2 separate regions of the Anser cygnoides genome follow, and region 1 is linked to region 2. Evidence: chromatin contacts called from public Hi-C data. All regions are on one chromosome and are shown on one strand. The core of a region is the stretch at or near the end of the contact, and the rest is flanking DNA. Distances in the headings are between cores, read along the strand shown.

Region 1 (7,326 bases), core at 3,128-5,627, 84 kb after region 2:
TCTGCGCTTAATAAAATCAACAGTACAAAATGTGTATTTTGTATCTTAGAGCATTGGGTTGTCACTCACAAATGATGTGAAGTTTAATGCATTATTCAGAAGTACAAGAGGAAGCAGTCCAAAGCAGCTGTTGAGTCTCTCATTTTGTTTTATTTTTCAGAAAGCAGAGCTAAGTGTTTGACTTAAAGGTGCAGGGTTTGGAATTGCACAATGCAGTAGGCAGCAGCACTAAAAATGTTGGATCTGAGTACAAATTCAGTTCAGACTTAAGAAACTGGAAGATATTTTGATCTGAAAGCTACAAAAATCCATCTGGGAATGAGTTCTGGGTGCATTTTTTTTCTTTTTCTACTTTGTAGTGCATACTACAAAATCAAATGACACTGGCATTAATTTGGTAGTCTCAATTCTCATAGTCCTATTGATTCAGAAAGCTGGAAACAGATACGGAGGCTTATAGGCTGCATTTAGGACTACTGAAGTTCGGGGGCTAGGGTATATGGAAGTTGTAATGAGAACACTCATTCAGTAAAGGAACTCTTCGTAGCCTCTTATCTTGTGATTCTGATATAAAAATCTTAGTTCAAGAGAATTAAAGCCTCCATCATTTTGCTGGTGGTCTCATTATTGATTGCTCATCTTTATGCGCTTCCTTCCAAAGTCTTGGCTGCCGACACAAAGCTTCTCTGGCAGAATCTCTACTAAGCAAAACAACATTTGCATCCCTATGTATTTCTCCTAGTGGGAGACAAAAAAGTAGTCTTGGTCATTTCTTATTGATAACTTTAAATATTATGTCAGGCTCAAATCAATCTGGTGAGAGAATGGTGGCTATTCCTGAGGATTCACTCTGGATATTTAATTAGCTGGAGCTTATACATGCAATTTATTTTCTTTTTTTGCCTCTTTCAGCATTTGTCAGGTACTAGTATTGATATGACTAGTGCAGTGAGGTATACGTCTAGTTAAATTGAACTTTCTATTGATGAAAACTTACCTCTTGCTGAAAGCTGTGTTTTATTAATAATATATTTCACAATGTTACATTTTTAGAGCTGTGGTGTTTGCATTATGAACTTTTGGGGGGCGCAAAATAGGTACTAGGAAGTAATGATATTTTAAATTTGTAGGGAAGACAGCATTAGTTGTGTATACGTGTGTGCGTATGTGTAAATATATATTATTATACTTATTCTATTTTGAAACCAAGCAATTTGCTGTTTTTTTTCTCAAGGATTTTCAGCTGTTAGTGGGGAAGGAGAACTGACAAGTGTTTCTTCAAGTACCTCTTTTTAATGGTCATTTTTGTTCATTATCATTCAGCTGATGACAACAACATTTATTATTTGTATATTAATGACTGGAAATTGTTAGGTGATGGAAGAGCAGTCAAACAAAGCTAGGTGGAATTAACTTTATGCATGTCTGGTGGATGGTACCTGATTTACAATACTCCATGCATTCCCCAAATAATCTCTGATTTACAGAGCTAAGCCAGTCTAGTACAGTCTTTTGTGTAGTTTTAATGTTTGCTCCAGAAATATTATTGAACCCCAAGTATTTTCAAATATATTTTCAGGAAAAAAAATACTATATTGCAGTAAATCTATCATCACAGCTACCAATTCCTTGAGCTTAATTATGACACTACTAAATGTGAAAATCTATTCAGCGCTAGGAACACTTTTCACATTACATTCACGCTAAAGATTGGCTGTTAAGAGCTCATTACTGGTAGTTTTCTAAAGAGCGGTTTATTAAACACTGTTACCTAATAAGCATCTTTGGTGGTGCAAATTGCTGAAAACAGTAATGAGTCTGATTAGACTTCATTTCAATTACGACAGCTTGTCTAGCAAAAAAAAAAAAAAAAAAAGAAAGAATCCTTGATGCTTTGGAATCTGGCTACAAGGCATTACATGGTTGAAAAGGAAAATGCCACCTCTGTGTTTCCTTTCCACAGTTCAGTAATGAATAGAGAACTGTCCAAGTAGTCGTCCAATTTAACACATTGGAAAACTAGATGGGCAGCATTGGAAGCACAATCCAGTTTGCTTAAGAATTCTACAACGGCTTTTCAGCTAATATATCTAAGTAGGGTCATATTTAGATTTCCTCTGCTCCCCTTGCATAAGAATATAAAGCAATAAGAGAGAAAATTAAAATGATACACTCCTACCTGTTTTGCAGAGGTTATGCATTCCTCTGATTACTGGAATCCACCTTTCAATTGTTGTATCTGTAAATCTTCACAGTACCTTATAATTCAACCCATTTATTTTCCTTTTATGTTCTACTTTTTTTTTTTTCTGAAATACAAACCAAGCTTCATAAACTTGTACTATCATTGTCAAATACTTCAGCAAAGATTTTCTAGTTTCTGAACTTAGTTTTTGCTGCCAAATGGGTATAGCTGTAATAATTATAACCTTTCTTTAAGTCCTTCCTGTGTATTTACACATTCTGGATGAAATGAGAAATGTTAATTAAAAAAAAAAAAAGAAAAAAAAAAGAAAAATAAAAGAATTTAAGTTGATAGTTGTTTAATATTTAGCATAATTGTAGTGTTCCTGATGATAGTGTATATCATTTTTATACTAAATTCATGTGGATGCACTTTTATAATATTGTTCAACATAAAATTGGATGGAGAGTTTTGTAACTAAAATCTTGTAATAAGATATGAGTTGAGAAATTACAAAAGAGGAATGCAAATAGAAGATGTGGTGCTGCTGTCTCGAGTGTGATTGAACTCAGAATTATGTCCATTCAGTTGACAGCAAATTTTAGAAAGGTTCAAATTCAATAAAGATTCAAAGCCACCTTATTAGACAAAGGAAATAAATTAGAAACTGAGCTAGTGCAGCAAATACCAGAACTCTCTGTCTATAGTTTAATGAAATATAACTACATGTGCATTTATGTATATTTTCTTTGATTTTTTTTTATTAAACATTACACAAAATCCAAATGCTGGACTAAATATTATTTGCATAATCTGCTGCTTATTAATTGTTGCCAAAAAAAAAAAAAAAAAGGTAAAAAGGGGGGCACATTTACCTCCTTCACAATAAATTATCAACTTCAGTGGTTCTTGTGGCTTTAAACCAGATAAGTGACAGGAGAAACTCATGAACCTTGTAAGCTGGGCATCAAATATTGACACCAAAAACCTTTTGGCTTTTTTTGTGATGTTACCTTTCTACCTTCACTTTGAGATTCTTACAGTTAGCTGTGACATCCCGTATATTTTGTGAAGGGACTTCCATCAGTGTGCATCATAAAACATCAAGTAAAATAGTGTTGTGGTTTTGTTGTTGTTGTTTTGTTTTTTTCTTTAAATCATACAAACGCAAGTGTCATTATTCAGCTATACAAATGTGTGCCTGTAGTGAGCTTTGAGATGCTAATCAGCAGAGCTTGACTTCTGTACCCTGAAGCAAGTTTTAAAACTATTTCATCATTCGGTCACTACCTATACCATTACAATATGGACAAAATTACAGAAAAATAACACAGTTTATTGTTATTTAAGCTATCAGTGGGGTTCAGCCAGTTATTGATATCATCATTGCAAGGCTTAGATTTTTGTTCTCTTAAAGGCTGTTTACAGAAAAGGCTGAATTTGTGTGATAGCTGCAGAGGAATGTGACGTTTTATCAGCTAAGTTCTATCATTTCTTTCTGTTTTTAAAGCCAGAGCATTATTCTATTCTACTCCTTGAAACGCATGTGCACTCTGTGACATACGGTGTGTTTCAAGACCTGGCTCAACTTTTCCTGTTGCAGGATGAACTTTGCTCTTTTTGAGAAAGGAAAACCAACATATCACGAGACATTAGTTGCTTTTCCCTCCCACTCTCTCCAGTAAAAAGGTGAAAATATCAGCATACACAGAGTGAAATTTCTTAGCTAAGGCATTCTCTCACTTATGCACATGTGTGTAAAATATATAAAGGTATATCCATAGAGATATTTCTATATTTGTCTATAGAAAATTCCTTGTTCCTTCTCTCTCCCTTCCCTGGATAATTTGTCAAGCTAACTAAACAATCTACATAGTTCCTTTAGTTCCTTTCAAATGCTCAGGAAACAGTAGAGTCAGTCCTAAACTAAGAGCGTGAAAAAAAAAAAAGTTATATTCCATTTTTTCAGTAGCTAAATCAGATACATTTTACTGAATGAGCGAGAAAGAATCTTCGGAATTTGTGGAATACAATAATTGAAAGGTTTAAGTGGGAAAAAGATTTAGCTTAGCTTAGTGTTTCTAGAATGTCAGGTCTTTGGTTATGCTTCTGCTTTTAATCTTGTTTCTCTGCTTTGGGGGGAGCAGGAAGGAAAGGAAGGGTCAGCTGCATGCACAGCCAAGCCTAGGCAGGAGCCGTGCCGGAGCTCAGTTTTCCCTGTGAGCATGATTAGTACAGTCCTGATGACTTGGCTAAGGTGTTCCCTGGCTTGGGGAGGAAATCTCAGGTTCCCTGGGATAACATCAGCCCTTCTTGCAAAGTCATCTCGCATGTTGAAATACATACGTTGGTTTTGTTGTTGTTTTTTAGCGGAGAGACAGAGTGAGTACATAGCTTGATAATACAGTCCTTTCACGCGGGGTACTACTGCGTTTTGGGAAGACGGTGAACGCCAGCTCTCGCCGCTCTGCGCTGCTTACAGTGGAAAGAAATGTGTGTGGTTGTGTCTGGGGCAGCGGGGATGGGAGAGAGCGCGTGGTGGAGCTCTGCTGAGAGCTCTCCGCTCCTAATCCCGGGCCACGTCAGGAGCGTGCTAAAGCAGTTTATCTTCATATGTCGTCTTGTATATAAGAAACAACACTAAACCCACCAAAACTCATTTCATATGTAGCTTTTTCCACAGCCTTCAGATCAAAGTTATTTTCTTCAGGCTGGACTAAATTATACGCAGGTCCCAGGAGTGAAGGACACTGAATTAATGCACTATGTCACCCAGTCCTGGCTATAGAATATTTTTATTGAAGTGTGAGACGCAACATCTCTTTACTATTTCATTAAAAATTAATGTGCAGATTGCCAAAAAGCAAAATGCATAAATAACAAACAAATTTTGCAAAGGCTTTGTACACTCTGGAGTCATCTTAAGAGGGATTTTTTTTTCTCAAGTATCAGATTACTTCTATATATACATTTAATCAGTATTTGTTCTCATTTAGCTAATTAGCAGAGGTACTCTAATCTCAGTAAAGCAACTGTTCATACCTTTCCTGTGCTGATAGGTTTTGGAATAAGCACCTTAAAAGGAAAGCAGTATTCCTGGTTACAGGCTGAGCATCGTGCTGTTGGCCCATATAAATTGGCGTTTTTACTCTAGTTAGTTAGGCATATTGGGTCAAACCTGACTACGGTTATTTGAAACTTCCTGAAATTGATCTTTGCCTTCATATTTGTGAGAATAGACCTGGCTGTATAAATCTCTGAAATTAACCTTGCCTGGCTATATAAAGCTAGGAAATAAATACATATATATATATATGTATATATATATATAGATATATAGATATATTCTTAAAGCATGGTGATTGAAAAATAAATTGAAAGATATAATGTCATGGAATAAATAGAGATTTATACAGAGTGCTGCTGCTGTTAATTGGATGGAAATATATTTTAAATAACTTTTGTTATGAAACTTGTTCGTGTGTTTTAGAGCAAGACTATTTTCTAACGTTTTGGAATGGCATGACATAAAAAATAATTCAGCATCACCTAAATCTCTATTTATTGTGCACCCAGTTTGTTCAAATAAAGTATGTCCCTTTATGGTAGTTTTAACCCCATTTATCCTCATGCACAAGTGCTCACCTGTTATTTACTCACATAAGAGAAGGTCGATACTGCAGAACAAGGGGAGTGCTGTGTTGTGACATAAAACATACATATTCATTAGCTCCACTGTCCCTATGGACGTGTGGTATGTCCCGATGATCTTCATTTGACAAAAGGAAGTGAGCGTAAGAAGGAAATTGTCGTAATGGATTTAAGATACATGAAAAAAAGGTTTTTAAAATGCTTTACTTACAGTGAGAAAGCAAGCAATAGTTCTAAGTATGAATGAAAACAATTCTGTAAAATGAAAGAATTTTCTGAATCACAATTAATAACAGAAAATGAAAAATTATAGATTTGAATATTTGAAAATTACCATTTTCAGATACTAATATTTTTTTTCCCAGAACAGTTTAGTTCAGGATCTGAATGTTCCATGTGATGGTCCCTCCCTAGTGCTGGAAATTATTTCCTTTTGCCTCTTTGCCTCTCATTTACTTCCTAAAAAACAAGTTCAGCATTCTGTATTTCACCTGCTGCAGTAGATTACATGAAATATACAGCAAAGCAGGGAGTGTATTTTATCTGCTCCTCTTTTAAGGGTCTGTGTTATGCTCTTTCAAGGAAATCGTGCCCCAAACTCAGGCTCTGAAAGGGGTACCAAAGAAAAGGCTATTTCTGTTGCTTTCTTCTTCAAAAAAAAAAAAAAAAAAAAAAGAGTATTATTTTGCTTACTTCTGTACTTCAGTTAGATTTACTGGAGACTTGAAGTAAGCACTTCAGTGAGAGCAGAATCATGCTCCAGGTCTAAGCTATTCTGGTTTTAGAAATATATATAAATACTTGTGCTAAGTGGCCAAACTCTATTTATTTATGACTATATTTTACGCTGTAAATATTTTAATTCTCAGAATCACTACAGTTATCGTGCAGTAGTTATACTGATGGACGTGTTTATATAGGCATAAATTGCAGATTGCATGGTATATTACATCCATGCAAAATACACTATACCTGTAAGTGTGTTCTGCTATAAAAAGTAGGTGATTGTTTTTTTTGTTAGTTTAAGTTATGCTTACTTTCGTTTGCAATTACTGTTCTTCTGAGTATTGTCTCAGAAATTATTATTGCCTTATTTGTTTGGCAATGACAAAATATGCTAGGACCTTTAAAAGCATGGTATGTTCAGAGGTACTTGAAGGGAACAGCTTAAAAATATAAAGCCTAGGAAGTGGAAGCATTAATAGTAGGTGAAATGAAAACTCACTCCAATTATTGTCTTCCTTAGTGTGTTTTCTAGTTGGTATAGGAAAGTGTCATCAACAAATGAATAATAGTAAAATATTTTAAAGATAAACTGCAATTAATCACAAATGAGACCAATTCTGCATATAGAATGGCTGTGACACAGACCTGCATAAATGTTTTTACTTGTGGTATGCGATGATAGTGCATCAATGTGATTATGCTGTAAAGACGGGGCACAGAACTGAGAATGTTTTTGTGCTTACGGACTGCTGCCACAGAGAAAC
Region 2 (7,411 bases), core at 2,939-5,438:
TGCTATACTTCAAAACCCCAGAATCTAGCCCCAAATAGTTACATTTTTACAGTTTTTTTTTTTTTTTTTTTTTTTTTTTTATCAGCACAGCAAATATGCAAGAAGTCATTATGGACATCGGTGGACAAAGGTGATCTACACAAATCTTTTAATTTCTGACACAAGCAGAAGTAATATTTAGTATGGCCTACAGTCAAGTGATTTTGTGATATTACTACCTGTTAGTACCTTAGCTGGCACACTGTGTGCTGAAAGAGTCAAAGAAGACATTATGTGTTCCTGGCTTAGTCACTGACCTAGGACTTGGTCATGTTTGAAGCTTCAGTCAAACTGTGCAGGACAGCAGTACAGCTGGAAGGGAGGAATTCATCCCTTGCAACTGCCTGGGAAGAACCTGGAAGCAATGTGTAACATTTTGTGGAAATTTGCAATGCATTCCCTCTCTGTGTTTGACCATCGTCCCATTGTTTGCTATAGGGCTTTTTTAGGACATCAGTTCAACAAGATGTTATTTGCCTATATGCAAGAAAGAGACAATTCCTTCCAATCCACTTTTGCACGTATTGTAAGGCCCATGCAGGTGTCATTGCTTCTTGGGATTCTCAGCTCCAGCAAGCCGAAGCAGCCATCACACTCAAGCTGACACTCAACAAGGCAGCGGTGTGATTCTTCTGGGGAACAGACTGAACCTCTAGCTAAAGAGACAGGTTTCTGTGACTGACCAAACCAGAGAGATGAAGGAGCATTTCCCATCTGATGAGAGAGGCCTGTGAAGGTCTGTACTGCCATGCACATTCTGGAAATGTGTCAGGACATAGGATCTGGAGCCACTTCAGCTGCTTGGGGAGGATCTGGAAAGTTGAAATATCTGATTTGGGTTGAAAATTGAAAATTGAAAATTTTCTCTTGAAAATTTTGTGCTCCTAACAAAAGATGAGAATAATTTGTTTGTATGTTCACAAATGACTACACCTCCAATAAAAGAACACTTGTGGGTCATTTATTGCAGCTCATCCTGGCAGACAATTATAGCTACATTTGTCCCATGAAGTCCAGCAGTGGCAGAATGAAGGGATTCCCCAGCACAGAGGGAGCAAAGCAGGTGGGAGACCCAGCCCTGAGTCTGCACTGCCAGTGCATGAGGGGAACACAGACCCTGTTGAACTTGGAAAACTTACTCTCATATACAAACAAAATCCATGTACTTAATGTAAAGACTATTTCACAGAACACCGCTATTTACATTATAGCTCTTAAAAACCTTTACAAGATATACTAAGTAGTAGCTGCAATGCATGCATCACATCAGCATCGCTGGGAGAACTGATGTGGTAGCATTGTTAGATGTTGTTCTTTTTTTTTCTGGGATTTTTGGTTATTTTGTTTTGTTTTCACAATTCAAATTGTTTCAATGTTATTAATCTAGATTTGCTGAAAAGGTATGTGAACCTTTCAAGGAGCCTGGTCTGAGTTTGGAGTTTGTAACAAAACCCGAAGCCAGGCAAGTTTCATGTGGTTTTGAATTTCATTGTGAACGTTTCACCTGGATCTTGAAATAGGCTCAAAGTAACATTCCCAGTTTGAAAGTCTGTGAGAATTTCCCTTTCAAAAGGATAAGGACTATTTGGTGGCATTTTAAACAAAGAGTAGAATTCATCCATGTACCGATGAGCTGAACAAGGCCTTCACTTCAGTCTAATTCAGAGCTCAAAATAAGGACTTAATGTGGTACGTCAGCCTTATGCTGACCTTCTGCACAGAGATGAATGTCAACCCATACAAACATATACTGCATGGCTATTGTTTCAACTCCGGCTATTTTAATGTGGCATGAGAAGCCTTAAGGGAAGAAAAATATAGGTATATAAAATGAAAATACTGAGGTTAATGCAATACCAAGATTGATAAATGTATTCTTCACTGGTGAGAAAATTTCAAAAGCACTGGTGCTCATCTAATAATTTTGACACCCTATGCCTTATGATAGTTGCTGTTGTTTTCATACAACTACAAGTTGTGGAGCTCTGTAATTGTGTAAAAAACTCATCTTTCAATTGAGGAAAAAAGTATACAATGTCATGGTTTGGGGGAAAAATGGGAAAAGAAACCCTAATGTATAAAAGAGCAAAGACAAAAGGAATCATTTTTATGTTTAATGGTCTGATTTTTAGCCCAATCTCATGACCTTGGGATTGTGACTTCTTATTTTCGGTGCTGGCAACAGCAATATGCTGCGCGGCAGATTTCAGCATCAGAGACTACAAAGTATAATACGTGTACTTTGGTCAAATGAGTGAACACCAGAAGCTGCTGATGCATTACCTGCATTTGGAACTGTTACTTCCTTGTGTTGATGCCAAAGCTGCCACTTAATAGCCACAAGCTGTTGCACAAGGGAGGATGGATGGCCAGCTGCACTGGTAACAGGTTGCTCCAGACCGAGGGCCTGCTGCTTGTAGCTACCTGCTGCGAAGGGCAGGGGAAAGCTGTCTGAACAGCACACTGCAGACAGGGCCACGTTGGATGTTGTGTGGGTTCTTGTCTGCTGGCTGCTCTCGGAGGATGCCTAAAAGTGATTTCTATAGACTTCTGTTACTATCGCTATGTTGGTCAAAGCTGCACGTTCTAAGCATACCTCTATATATGCCAATACTCAGTTGAATTGTGTTTTCACATGTATGTCTTGTTTTGGCTGGGAGATAATGGGAAGCAAAAGCAGTTTCAACAGTATAAACTGTACCACTCTAGAAGCATCTCCTTGCTTCAGGACACCTTGTCATTGCACTAGCAACACTTTCATCATGGAGCAACCCCAGTGATATCCCATGTGAGCCAGGAACATCTTCAGTATCCTCAATAAGCAGAAGTTTGTCTAGCTATGTTGCTATGTCCTTTCATTTCCAATCTCTAGGCACAGATTTGTCACCTGGGGAGTCCTGGTCTCCCAGAAGAGTCTTCAGCTATTGAAAATCATTTTGACTTGACTGAATAGCTTCATGGACCACATGAATCAGGGCTTCCTGCTCAGTTTTCCTCTTATGTTACCTGGTAGAATAGGGATTGGCTGAGACAGGTCACAGCAGCTTCTACTGGCAACTACTGAGCTTTGTTTAGGCCTACTGTATTACTTTCAAGAAAACCAGCCCATTCCCCTTCCTCCAGATGCTAATCCCCTGCAACTGGTCTCCTCTGCCTCCTCCACAACACATACTCCTAGCGTGTCTTCCTAAGAAAATGTAATACAGCTCTTCCACATCCAGGATGGACAGACACCCCTCCCAGGCATCCGTAACGCCTCAGCAGGACCAAGAGGAGAGGCAGTGAGGCTCCGGGAGCACCGCAACCCAGAGCCCACTTACAGCACCCAGACAGCGTGGCGTGGCCCCTCGTTACATGAAGAGGTAAAAACGCCCTGAAAGCCGCTTGGGGTGTGAAGCCAGGAATGCGGTGAGCCTCGAGTGCAGCCCTCACCCCCCTTCCGACTGATGCAGTCACGGCCGTGTGTATGGGTGGCGGGGTGCCCCGGCTGGGCAGGGTGCCCCCATGTAGTGGGCCCAGCGTTGGGCCTCGGCGGGGTGAGCCGTAGGAAGACCCGTTTGCCAGAGAGCACAGCCGGTGTGTGAGAGGGAGGGCCCGATTCGTGCTGCGTGGCCACTTCACGCCTTCCCTACCGGCACGACGAGGCTGGGGAGCCCCGTCTAAGAGCCCCCCGGGGAATTCCTCTCAGGCGAGGGGAGTCCCCGGCAGCTGCGGGCCGGGGCGGCTTCCCCCGCCGAGCCGGAGCCGGAGCCGGGGCCGGGGCCGCGCGGGCAGAGGGAGGTGTGGCTGCCGGGGTCCCTCAGCCATTGCCGGCTACCGGGAACGTCTCGCCGCGGCCGCTCGCCGCCGAGCCCCCGCGGGCAGCCGCCGGATCTCCCGGGCAGAAGCGCGGAGACGGTGCGAGCCCGCGTGGCGCTCGCCGCCGCCCCGGCCGGGACCAGCCCGCCGGCGCCGGGGTACCTCGCCCCGGCCATTTTCCTCGGGCGGGAGGCGGCGGCGGCCAGCGACACCCGGCTCCGAGGCGCAGAGGCCGGGCGGCGGGGCGGGGGGGGGAGCCGCGCAGGCCGGGCCGGGCTCCCCCCCGGCTCCGGCCCCGGCCCGAGGCGGCCGCGGCGGGGCGGACGGGCGACCTCCGCCGCTGGCTCCCTGCCCCGCGGCCGCGGGCCACCGCTAGGCCCCGGCCCTCCCCCGGGCCGCCGAGCTCCGCCGCACCCGGAGGGAGCCCCGCCGCAGCCGGCAGCCCGCAGCCCCCGTCCCGCCGCCGCGGGGAGCGGGAGCGAGGCCGCGGCGCGGCCGTCCCGCAGCCCCCCGCGGGAAGCAGCGGCCCCGGCGCGCAGGACCGCGGAGCGCCCCCACCCCCCGCGCCGCTCCCCCTTTGAAAACTGATCTTTGGCTCTTCGCGTGAAAGTGATTTGAATTTGGCTCGGCGGCGCTCTGCGCAGGCGTCCAGCTGCTGGCATGCTGGCTCCTTGCAAAGCAGCTGTTTTGGGTTTGAAATTCCAACATGGCAGAGGCTGCAGTCAGTCTTCCCTTCAAAAACTTGGAATGATTTCAAATCATAGGCACCTTCACTTAACCCGAGCCCCCATTCATCAGCAAACACATCGGATCGATGCTACTCTAACCTATCGGGTGCTCGTACCAAATCTCCAGGTAAGAGGATCTCTCCCTCTCCTCTCTCTCTCTCTCTCTCTTTTTTTTTTTTTTTCGGTGTTCCTACCACCGGTTTAAATTTTATTTAATCTCAAAGCTCTCCGAGACAGCCGTGTATTTTTTAAGCGCCCGCTCGTGCCCGAAGTATTTTGTCTAATTCGCGGTCGTTTTTTGATGTTAAATACTCCGCTCTGCTTTCCTAATCGTAGTCTGGAAAGTCCAGCTATACAATCGCAGTGCATGGTTTTTCCTCCTTGGTCATTGCCAACAATAGTAGGCAGATTAAGAGTTGGCGATCGCAAGCTCCCTCCCCACCTCCTCCTCCTAATTGGATTTATTTTCAAGTTGCATTAAAAATAATAAACTGCCGGTACGGCGGGGCTGGACTTTGAGACAACTAACTTCGGAGCAAATAAGTGCAAATAAGAAGCTCGCAAAACAAAAGTTGGGTTTAAATTGCTGTGTCTCGGCTGGGGGGGCACGGATATGTCAGAGGAGCTGTTGCAGTAAAATGTAAGCACATCATCTTGGAGGGGGTACAGCGTGGTGGGCGTATTGTTGGCTCGGAAGGGAGAGAAAGATGTATAATTTAATGGTATATACAATCCACTGATCCTATTACTATCCTCCCTGGAGCTCTTGTTAGTTTCAATGGGAGTGAGTGAAATTGACATGGACTTGCATTCCTGGTCATGTGCTTTTTTTTCCCCCTTTCTTTCTTCTCTTGTGATCTGAGATCCCCTTTTTGTTGATGTTGCTTTCCCACTTAATTATATGCATGTAGGTTAAATGAATACCTGACGAAAGGGCCCACGTTTCAAGGCAGTGACATTTGATAGCTGAGAGGAAAAGTGGCTTTAATGAAAAGCAACCTTTGGAATTCCTGCTTGTGAAAAATCCAATTCAGCTTTTTGTGCTGCCAGCAAGAAATGATCAGTAGCACCAGTGTTTATGGTATGTCCGTTTTGGGATCTACTTCCTTTGCATCTAAATAGCAAAGACAAATTTAAATGGCATGATAACGCACTGAGGACTCTGCATGCAAATATTTTGTAATAAATACCTAATGTTTAATAGTATATTTTCACTCGTGTATATATAAGCATTTTTTTTCTCTTGCTATCATTTGTTTATCATTTCTGCTTTGATTATAGCATTAGTTTTGTCTATTGTATTGATCTCAGTTGTAAAACCTAAAGTTGCATGTTACTAGCAGTGCACTGTATACACCACTGAACTCCAATGGTATGTAAATTAGTAAAACTCGGTGACTGGAGAAGGGGAGATTGCGTAGCTATGAATATATGCACCTATATGTCTACATAGTCATGCATACATGCCTGAAATGCATCTTTTCCTTTTGCAAACTAATGATTTTTTTGGATTATTTACTCGAACTCCGTCCGCTTTTCCCTCTTTTACTTTCAGCGTATTCATCTGCTAGAGGTTTTAACTGTTGTGGGGTGGGGGTAATGTTTTGCATGTAAACAAACAAAACCAGTGTTGTGGCTGACTGTTTAGTTCTGTTTAATAAGTGCTATTTCATGCTCAGTTTACAAGTGTCTGGTTCCCACTGCTCTGTTCTCAACGTGTAGCAGAATGAAATAATCAGGTGCTGAAACTGGCTTCATTTTAACGGTCACTCTCCAGTCCCCCACGCCGCCCCCTCCTCCAAAAAAGTCAGATAAAATGGAGCATGGGGAATTTCAATAGGTCTCCTAGTGGTGCAGGAGATGCACCTCAAGGTATGCAATTAAGGCTAAAGAACTAACAACAGAAGCGACTATTAGTCTGTTTTGTGCAACCAAAAAGGGGGTACGTTCACTTTTAATAGCGTGTGGTAGCAACAAATAAGGATGGAGAGAGACCCTAGGAGAGAGAGAGCGTGTGCGTGTGTGTGTGTGTGTGTGTGTGTGTGTGTGTGGTTTGGGATAAGGGGAGGTCTGGCGTGTGTGGCTGATGATCTCTCGTAATAACATATCTGAATGCAAGAAAGAGATTGAGAGAGCAGTTGCACAATATACACTCCTATTTTGGTGTTGTAGGTGACTATATTGCTAAACATATCCCGGGTGCTATACAATGGGAATGATCTGATTGCATTTTGCATTTAGAACTTGTTGACTTTGAAGCGATCAATAAGGCGACTGTTTATTTTAGATGCACATAATTTGCCCTGAGAAATGTTTTAAGGAGGAGAGCGAGCGAGCGAGAGCGGAACATTTTTTTTTTTTTTTCTTCCTAGAGCTGTTGGAGCGAATGTGATTGCCAGATGGGAGATTTCCCTCTGTGATGTTAAAGCTGTAATATATATTCAGAGCAGATTGGACTGCTGCTTGTGATGAGGAGGATATTACATTTATAAATTTTAAATCGGGAATCGGACAGTATGCTGAGAGCTGAAATTGGATGGTGTGGACGGTTTGGACTGTTAAATGCGATTCCCAGATAATAATAATAATTACAGTAGCGGTAATATATATACGTGTAATAAACACGGTAGTATCAGGCAGCGGTATGTATACTATGGCACTTAAGTACATATTGCCAGATATGGTTTCTCCTCTCTTCCCTCCGCATTCCCTAAAATGTTAAGGGTTGGAGGTGGTGGGGAGGGGGGTTCAAAGCCCACTCTTTAGAGAAATCAAACGTAACGGGGCTCTTTTCTGAGGAAAAGTTTCGCTGCAATTCTTGCTGGGGATGCACCTCTGCCTGAGTT

What was found. Hi-C and Micro-C count contacts between places; a contact is called where the count stands out from the background.
Region 1: a Hi-C map of liver shows a contact between it and region 2, with 1.8 times the contacts expected there. The contact joins the enhancer-like site here to the promoter of FIGN in region 2. A contact is called at or near these places in 2 of 7 Hi-C or Micro-C datasets (both in liver).

What each region holds. Positions count from the first base shown.
Region 1 is chr6:23,700,869-23,708,194 of Taihu_goose_T2T_genome, forward strand. The region is part of intron 1 of FIGN (fidgetin, microtubule severing factor); the gene reads left to right. Among named protein-coding and RNA genes, the nearest start is that of FIGN, 84 kb to the left of the region's middle. Within about 2 kb of position 4,378, at least 3 of the 3 cell types and tissues checked have open chromatin away from gene starts, as enhancers often do. A contact at or near this core is called in liver, where this site is marked.
Region 2 is chr6:23,616,646-23,624,056 of Taihu_goose_T2T_genome, forward strand. FIGN (fidgetin, microtubule severing factor) reads left to right here and starts at 4,189. Exons shown (of 2, transcript XM_013171345.3): 1 at 4,189-4,692.